Regions from separate parts of the Mus musculus genome. Here region 1 is linked to region 2. A link is a contact called in public Hi-C data. All regions are on one chromosome and are shown on one strand. Each heading gives the region's core, a stretch centred on a gene start, on an enhancer-like site or on the middle of the called end of the contact. The rest is flanking DNA. Distances are from core to core; before and after follow the strand shown. Region 1 overlaps 1700081B01Rik (a long non-coding RNA gene). Region 2 has its middle 33 kb from the start of Gm40329.

Region 1 (2,995 bases), core at 46-2,545, 730 kb after region 2:
GGCTGTGAGCTGCCATGGAGATGCTGAGAATGTGATCTGGGTCCTCTACAATAGCAGCCAGCCAGTACTCCTAACCACTGAGCGGTCCAGCCCATCTCTCTGGTTTCCTGATGTAGGTACCAAGCATTGGACATCCCTGAAAACTAGAGAACTTGTTTAATTATTATTGTTATACCCATAGGTGTACATACAGAATTTGCTGAGTCTATTTAGTGTATGCATGCATGTGTGTGTGGTTAGGGCTATCTACTTATTAGAGGTTCTTCGCTGGAGAAGACGACTCCCCCCCTTTCAGCAGCCATATAAATGGCGTTTATTTAAAGCTTTAACGGATGTCACCCCATTCTCATCCATAGCCCATGGTCCATCCTATCAACAGCACAGCTTCTAGGATACACCACAGGGAAGTGTGTGTCTCTGCATCTGGCTTATCTCGCACATCATCTGCATTGTCTCTCTCCAGCGTCAGGATTTCCTTTCTTACGTTAGGGCTGAACGATATAAATTATCCCAGCCATGATGGAAAGCATATGGAGGCTTCTTGAGACGTTGAAAATAGAATGATCACACAAGCTAGCATTCCCACATCGGAATATATATCCAAAGAAACGAAATTACTGTGTAAACAAGATATGTGTGTTCCCACATGCCCTGCAGCATTATTGACAATAGCAATATGGAACCAACCTAATGGTCCATGGATAGATGAATAGAGGAACACACACACACACACACACACACACACACACACACACACACACAGTGGTTGTTTGTTTTGTGAAACACAGCAAGTGTATTTTGAATTCTTAATGTTCTAACTATAAATAAAAAAGGAATGTGTAGCTTTCACAAATAGATGCGCTATAAATTGTCTTTATTGAAGTCAGATTTCACTGTCATAAAGTGCCCTACCCATCTGCCGTGTGTTTATCTGCCCATCCAGCCATTAATCTCTGCATATGTAAGGATACGGAATAGATAGATGGAATCATGGTCTCCAATATAGCTCCCGGTGACGTGGGAGAGGCTGAGATTCGTCTTTTTTTTTTTTTTTCTTCCTGTGTTTATAAATTTTATAATAGGTTTCCGTCGTTTTATATAAAAGCAAAAGAGCTTAAGCAAGCAATGTCTTCTATTCAACTAACAAGGAAAACCACAGCAGGGCTAGTGGGTTGCCCCGAGGAGGTACATTTCACACAAGCAGCCAGGAGGCCTGCAGAGGAGGAGGCAGCCTTGGCCCACGCCCGGAGCAGGAACTCCTAAGGTGGAAGAAAGGAAGCAAAGGCTGGAAAGCAAAGGTCCCAGGAAGCCCCAGAAGGGAAAGAGTGAAGGGCGGGTGCCTCTTGGGAGGGGGCAGGGCGAACACGTGTCACAAGCTGGTCTGCCAGCGCCACCTAGTGGGAATATCGGGACTGTCGCCTACGACTCTCGGGAAAGAGCAAAATTTTGTGCGGGAGGCGGGGGGGGGGGGGGGGGGGAGGTGGCGGGAGGGGGGGTGGCGGGGGTGGTGGTGGTGGTGGAGGGGTCGGGGGCGGAGGGATGAGGATGTGGGGCGGATATGAATGGATGGATCTGGAAAGTATATAATATTAAGTGCCGTGGCCTAAACACAGAAAAACAAGCAGCATGCTTTCTTTCTCATATGGGAATCCTCACTGCCCCTTTATGGTGTGTGTGTGTGTGTGTGTGTGTGTGTGTGTGTGTGTGTGCCTGATTGTGGGTAAATCCTAAGCAAGAAGGAGAAAAAAAAAAGGTGCCAAGGAAGGACATGTCTCGTGGGAATGGCAGCTTATATAGGGGGTTGTGGTGGGGAGGTTAGGAGCATTAAGAAGCAGTGTGGGAGTGATTGAGGAGACCCTACTAAAAGTACACCTTGTTCAAAAATACCTAATGAGATCTACTGCCTTGCGTAGTCACTTAAACATAAAATGAACTTTGGAAACGTCGTTCTGAGCATGCAGAAGGGGCCGAGAGAATGGAAGAACTGGAGGAAGAAGGGATGGGGGCATCACCTCCCGGTTTGGAAAGGCTTTGCACCTCAGTGCTCCCCTACAGCTGTGCTGACAACATAATCTGGTCCTGGTGTTAGGGAGGAGTTAAGGAAGCCCCACCCATCCCTAGGGATTTACAACTGGGGGAGGAAAAGTCGTTTTCTTCATTGGTGTAGCCCTGGTAAAGTGCACATACAATTCTATAAGCACTTCGCTGCCCTGTGGTCTTTTTTTAACAACCCTAACTCTTGAGGAGAAAGGGAAGGAGGAGATGGAGGTGTGATGGAAGCTTACTTGAAAGCAGATCAGCAGGGATGGTCAGGGGAGGGGGGACAAGAGAGAATAATGAGTAGTAAAGATGATCAAAATACACTGCACATACACATGAAAATGCTATAATAGGGCACATTATGAATAATTAATATATGCTAATACAAATAAAAGACAAAGGACAAAGGCACATCACTTTGACTAGTTGAGAAATTAAAGCCAGTTAGGAATCGGTACCATGGGCTCTGCAGTTAAAATAGGTCAAAACGCTACTCTGAAAGATCACGGGCACGTTGCTTGCTGTTTGCTTCAGGTGAGGCTGGCATATAGTTGGAGTGGTGGTTGGGTCAAGATGGACCGTAAGTTCTAACTCCGCTATGCTCTTAGAAGATGCCTCATCACTATTTAAGCCTTCCCTTTTAACCATGCTGGATTATTCTGGTGCCATAAATAATGAGCTTGCTGGCCATCACACAACAAGACTGTCCTTTCCTTCTACAATCCTCAAAGTCAACTGAGAAGACTGTTCTAGAAGGAATTAGAGACCCTACCCAGCAGAAAGGGAAGCCAAGCCCGCATAGGGCTGAGGCACGTTGAGATCCTGAAGCAGCCAGTGAGTGAAGTTCAAATTAAACAACTCTGACCTCCCTTAGCCACAAACCTTTCCGTAGTTCTCCAGTTCTGGAGAAAAGAGAGTTCCCTACGAAACAGCAGAGACCCAGAGCTCTCTGGAG
Region 2 (3,181 bases), core at 234-2,733:
AAGACTAACCACATAATTTAAAGTGAATTTTTGAGAAACAAGCGTCCTCTCTTCATAATAAGAGTCATGGAAACTCAGAGTAGCACAGTCCAGCATCACTCCAGAGAAAAACAAAAATGGCTGGTGTACCACTTTGGCTCTTATATTGCTAATCTCTCTCTCTCTCTCTCTCTCTCTCTCTCTCTCTCTCTCACTCACTCACTCTCTCTCTCACGCGCACACACACACACACACACACACACACACACAGCCCACTGTCCCCACCTCTTACTACACACACACACACAAACACACACACAAACACTATATTCTTCATGGGCCAAGTTCTTGGTGAAGGAACAATGCCCTTGGTATCTAGTATTGCCTGTCCTGTTGGTTCAGGATGCAAAGTTTCATCTAACGTATATCCTTGGCTTGAAATTTCCTCCTTCTACAATACCGTGTCCAGTCAGGTGCTGGATGCCTGTAACTTTGTAAACCTAGAATGAACTGAAAGGCTCTGACAAGCAGGCAGCAGCTGCCCTCTAGGGAAGACGGGGCCCAGTGCCTCCTGCTTGCCTGCAATGTTCTCATGAGCTCTATGTACACAGCATACTGAAAATGGACTATGATTGCTTTCTTACAGCTTCAAATCATTCCCAGCCCAAATGTGCTGATGGTGGGGGTGGGGGGTAGAGTGCATTCTGGGCTCTCAGACAGATCATATGTGACGAGAGTAGATGTATCCTGGTGTCGACAGCAGGTGGATGGCTCTACCTGCTTATTGTGAACAGAAGCTGGGCAACCGTATCCCAGGTTCTCAAGGTTCAGTGCAGACAGAACCAGTGTGAAGTATGAGGATGTGGGATCCTTGAGTAGGTGGGAATGGGGGTGCTTGGGGGAATGGAGGGTGCAGAGGGGATGGGCAGCAAGTGTTTCTTGGCTTTCAAGTCACCTCATGATCACTCATTGGTCACTTCCGGCATGTGCACCTTTCTGTCACGACAAGCTATAGCTATTTTTTTAAGTGTTCCAAAATTACACATGAGTGTCAACCTCACACATTTTCAAGTAGGAAATAATGGGAGGAACTGTGCCATCGTATCCCACACTCAGATACCGGTGGCTTGGCATGATTTATCTCAAGCATTGTTACTGGGAGTATCATCTTCTCAGAATGTGTGTGAGAGGAAAGAGTCTCTGATCAGCTGTCAAACATCTGGAGCCTCATTCTTCCCTGAGTCCTGGTGGCAGTGCTCTCTTGTCTATAAAATTAACATTGTGCTGCTCTGAGCCCCAGAACAATGGGTAGGGGAGAAACCGGAATACTTCCGATATTTTGCTGGGAGTAGAGAGTATTTGTAATCATGGTGATTTATCCACAAGTTCATTTTTTTTTTTGTCCCCCTGCCAAAACTCAAAGATCCACAAAGATAGGACTGCTAAAAAGCAAACAGCTTGCTATGAGTCATACTTGGGCTGAAATTATGAACTGAATGGGTTTTTAAGGACCATTAAAATGTCAGAATACCTCATCTCTGTAAACAAGTAGGGAAGGGCGTGGTCTCTAAAGCTGAACTTCTGCCTCTGCCATGCACGTTTTCCCCCTTGTTTAAATGAATCCATTCTGTCACTGAGGAGCAAAAATAGATGGTCCTTTTCAACTCCTTTACAGTGAGATATTAGCTAGGACCTAGGCAGGGGTGGAGAGGTCTCTATGACAGAGAAGACTGATCAGTATTAGAATAAAGTATTTATTTAATTGTTCCAGATTTCTCTTTGAGAGTAGCTCCTTTTTTTTTTTCATCAGCAAAATGAGCGCGTATCAGGTTATCTTGCCTGCATTCATATGGAGCTGCTGGAATCGGCTTCCGCTAAGGCCTCGTTACCGTGAATAGCAAGCATGATGTATGCAAATCATTTCCCATTATAAATATAGATTATTTCCTCTTTCCACAAACCATGGCGACCACAATAAAAATGATGAACTGTGTTGGGAAGAAAGACATAGCAATTGAGAAGCTGAGGGAGGGCGTTTATGTTTGGCTTATCAAATTATGCACCTTTTTATCTTCTGAGTTAATGGTATTGTGTTCATAAGCTTTGCATATTCTAATTTATTTCCCCAGACTGCAAATAGTTTTCCTTGTGCCTAGCCAGCTTTCTGAAGGCCTAGCAGATAGCCCTGGCTGCTGGCTTTTGTCCTTCATGTATGTGGAGGTACGGGTCTGGAATATAGAGAACTCTGGCCAGTCTCACCCTGCAGATCCTGACCAGCACTGTCCTTGGAATGGGCTGTCCCAGCCACACTTAAAATCCAATCCATTGTGTTGCCCTCTGCTCTTGCGGGATGTGCCATAGGATGCCAGCTCGCACTAGGGCTAGGTTAAGCAAAGCTGCGAAACCGGAAATGGCTGTGTACCTTAGAACAAGCCCTGCCAGACCAACATGGAGGGCACAACACCACCACTGCTGGCACTGAGATAGCGGTGGGCAGCTGGCTTTCACGTTGTCGTATAGATGTGGTGCTCTTAATTAGGCTTCAGTATACTATCCTGTGGCACTGGCATAACGGGTGCTTGGTCTGGGTTCTAAAGGTCGAATACCTTAGAGACAACTCATAACATTGGAGAATAGCTCAGCAGCACCAGTTTTTAGGAAGGGTGTTGATCAAGTTTATCTGCACAAGTGAGGGAGCAGAGTAAAGTGATCACCTAGGCTGTAGGGAAGGGAGCCTGAGGAGAACTGAGCCCAGATCAAGTGGGCACTGGACTGCAGAGGCAGGGGACATACAGGTCAATGCTGGCTAGATCTGATATGGTCAGTTTCTGTCTCTGCAGAATGGAGTGGGCATGACTGATTAATCTCTGAGCCTGGCTGCCATGTGGTACAGATAACTGTTGGTCCTTCATCCTCCTTTCTCTTTCTACATCCGTGACTCCCAGGAATGGATCTTTCTGAGGGGGTAGAAGCGGGATTTTATTTTTTCATCAGAAGTGTGAACTAATGAATAGCAAACTTTTAGAAACTGTCTTAATTTAGTACAGACAATAGATAGGAGAAATAATGACAGAGACCAGGCATGGTGGTGCGCATCTTTAATCCCAGCACTTTCAGGCAGAGGCAGGTGGGTATCTCTGAGTTCAAGGCCAGTCTGGTGTACATAGTGTGTGTGCGCAGGCCAATCGGGGATACATTGTAA

Evidence for each region. Hi-C and Micro-C count contacts between places; a contact is called where the count stands out from the background.
Region 1: a Hi-C map of cortical neurons shows a contact between it and region 2, with 2.4 times the contacts expected there. The contact joins two enhancer-like sites. A contact is called at or near these places in 1 of 15 datasets of contacts at CTCF or cohesin (the NIH/3T3 cell line), 2 of 484 Hi-C or Micro-C datasets (both in cortical neurons) and 2 of 115 datasets of contacts at active chromatin or transcription factors (SST interneurons and VIP interneurons).

Annotation. Positions count from the first base shown.
Region 1 is chr5:126,732,351-126,735,345 of GRCm38.p6, forward strand. The region is part of intron 2 of 1700081B01Rik (a long non-coding RNA gene); the gene reads left to right. Among named protein-coding and RNA genes, the nearest start is that of Gm33347, 6.6 kb to the left of the region's middle. Within about 2 kb of position 1,296, at least 23 of the 459 cell types and tissues checked have an H3K27ac peak or open chromatin away from gene starts, as enhancers often do. A contact at or near this core is called in SST interneurons and cortical neurons, where this site is marked.
Region 2 is chr5:126,006,663-126,009,843 of GRCm38.p6, forward strand. No RefSeq gene overlaps it. Among named protein-coding and RNA genes, the nearest start is that of Gm40329, 33 kb to the right of the region's middle. Within about 2 kb of position 1,484, at least 14 of the 459 cell types and tissues checked have an H3K27ac peak or open chromatin away from gene starts, as enhancers often do. A contact at or near this core is called in SST interneurons and cortical neurons, where this site is marked.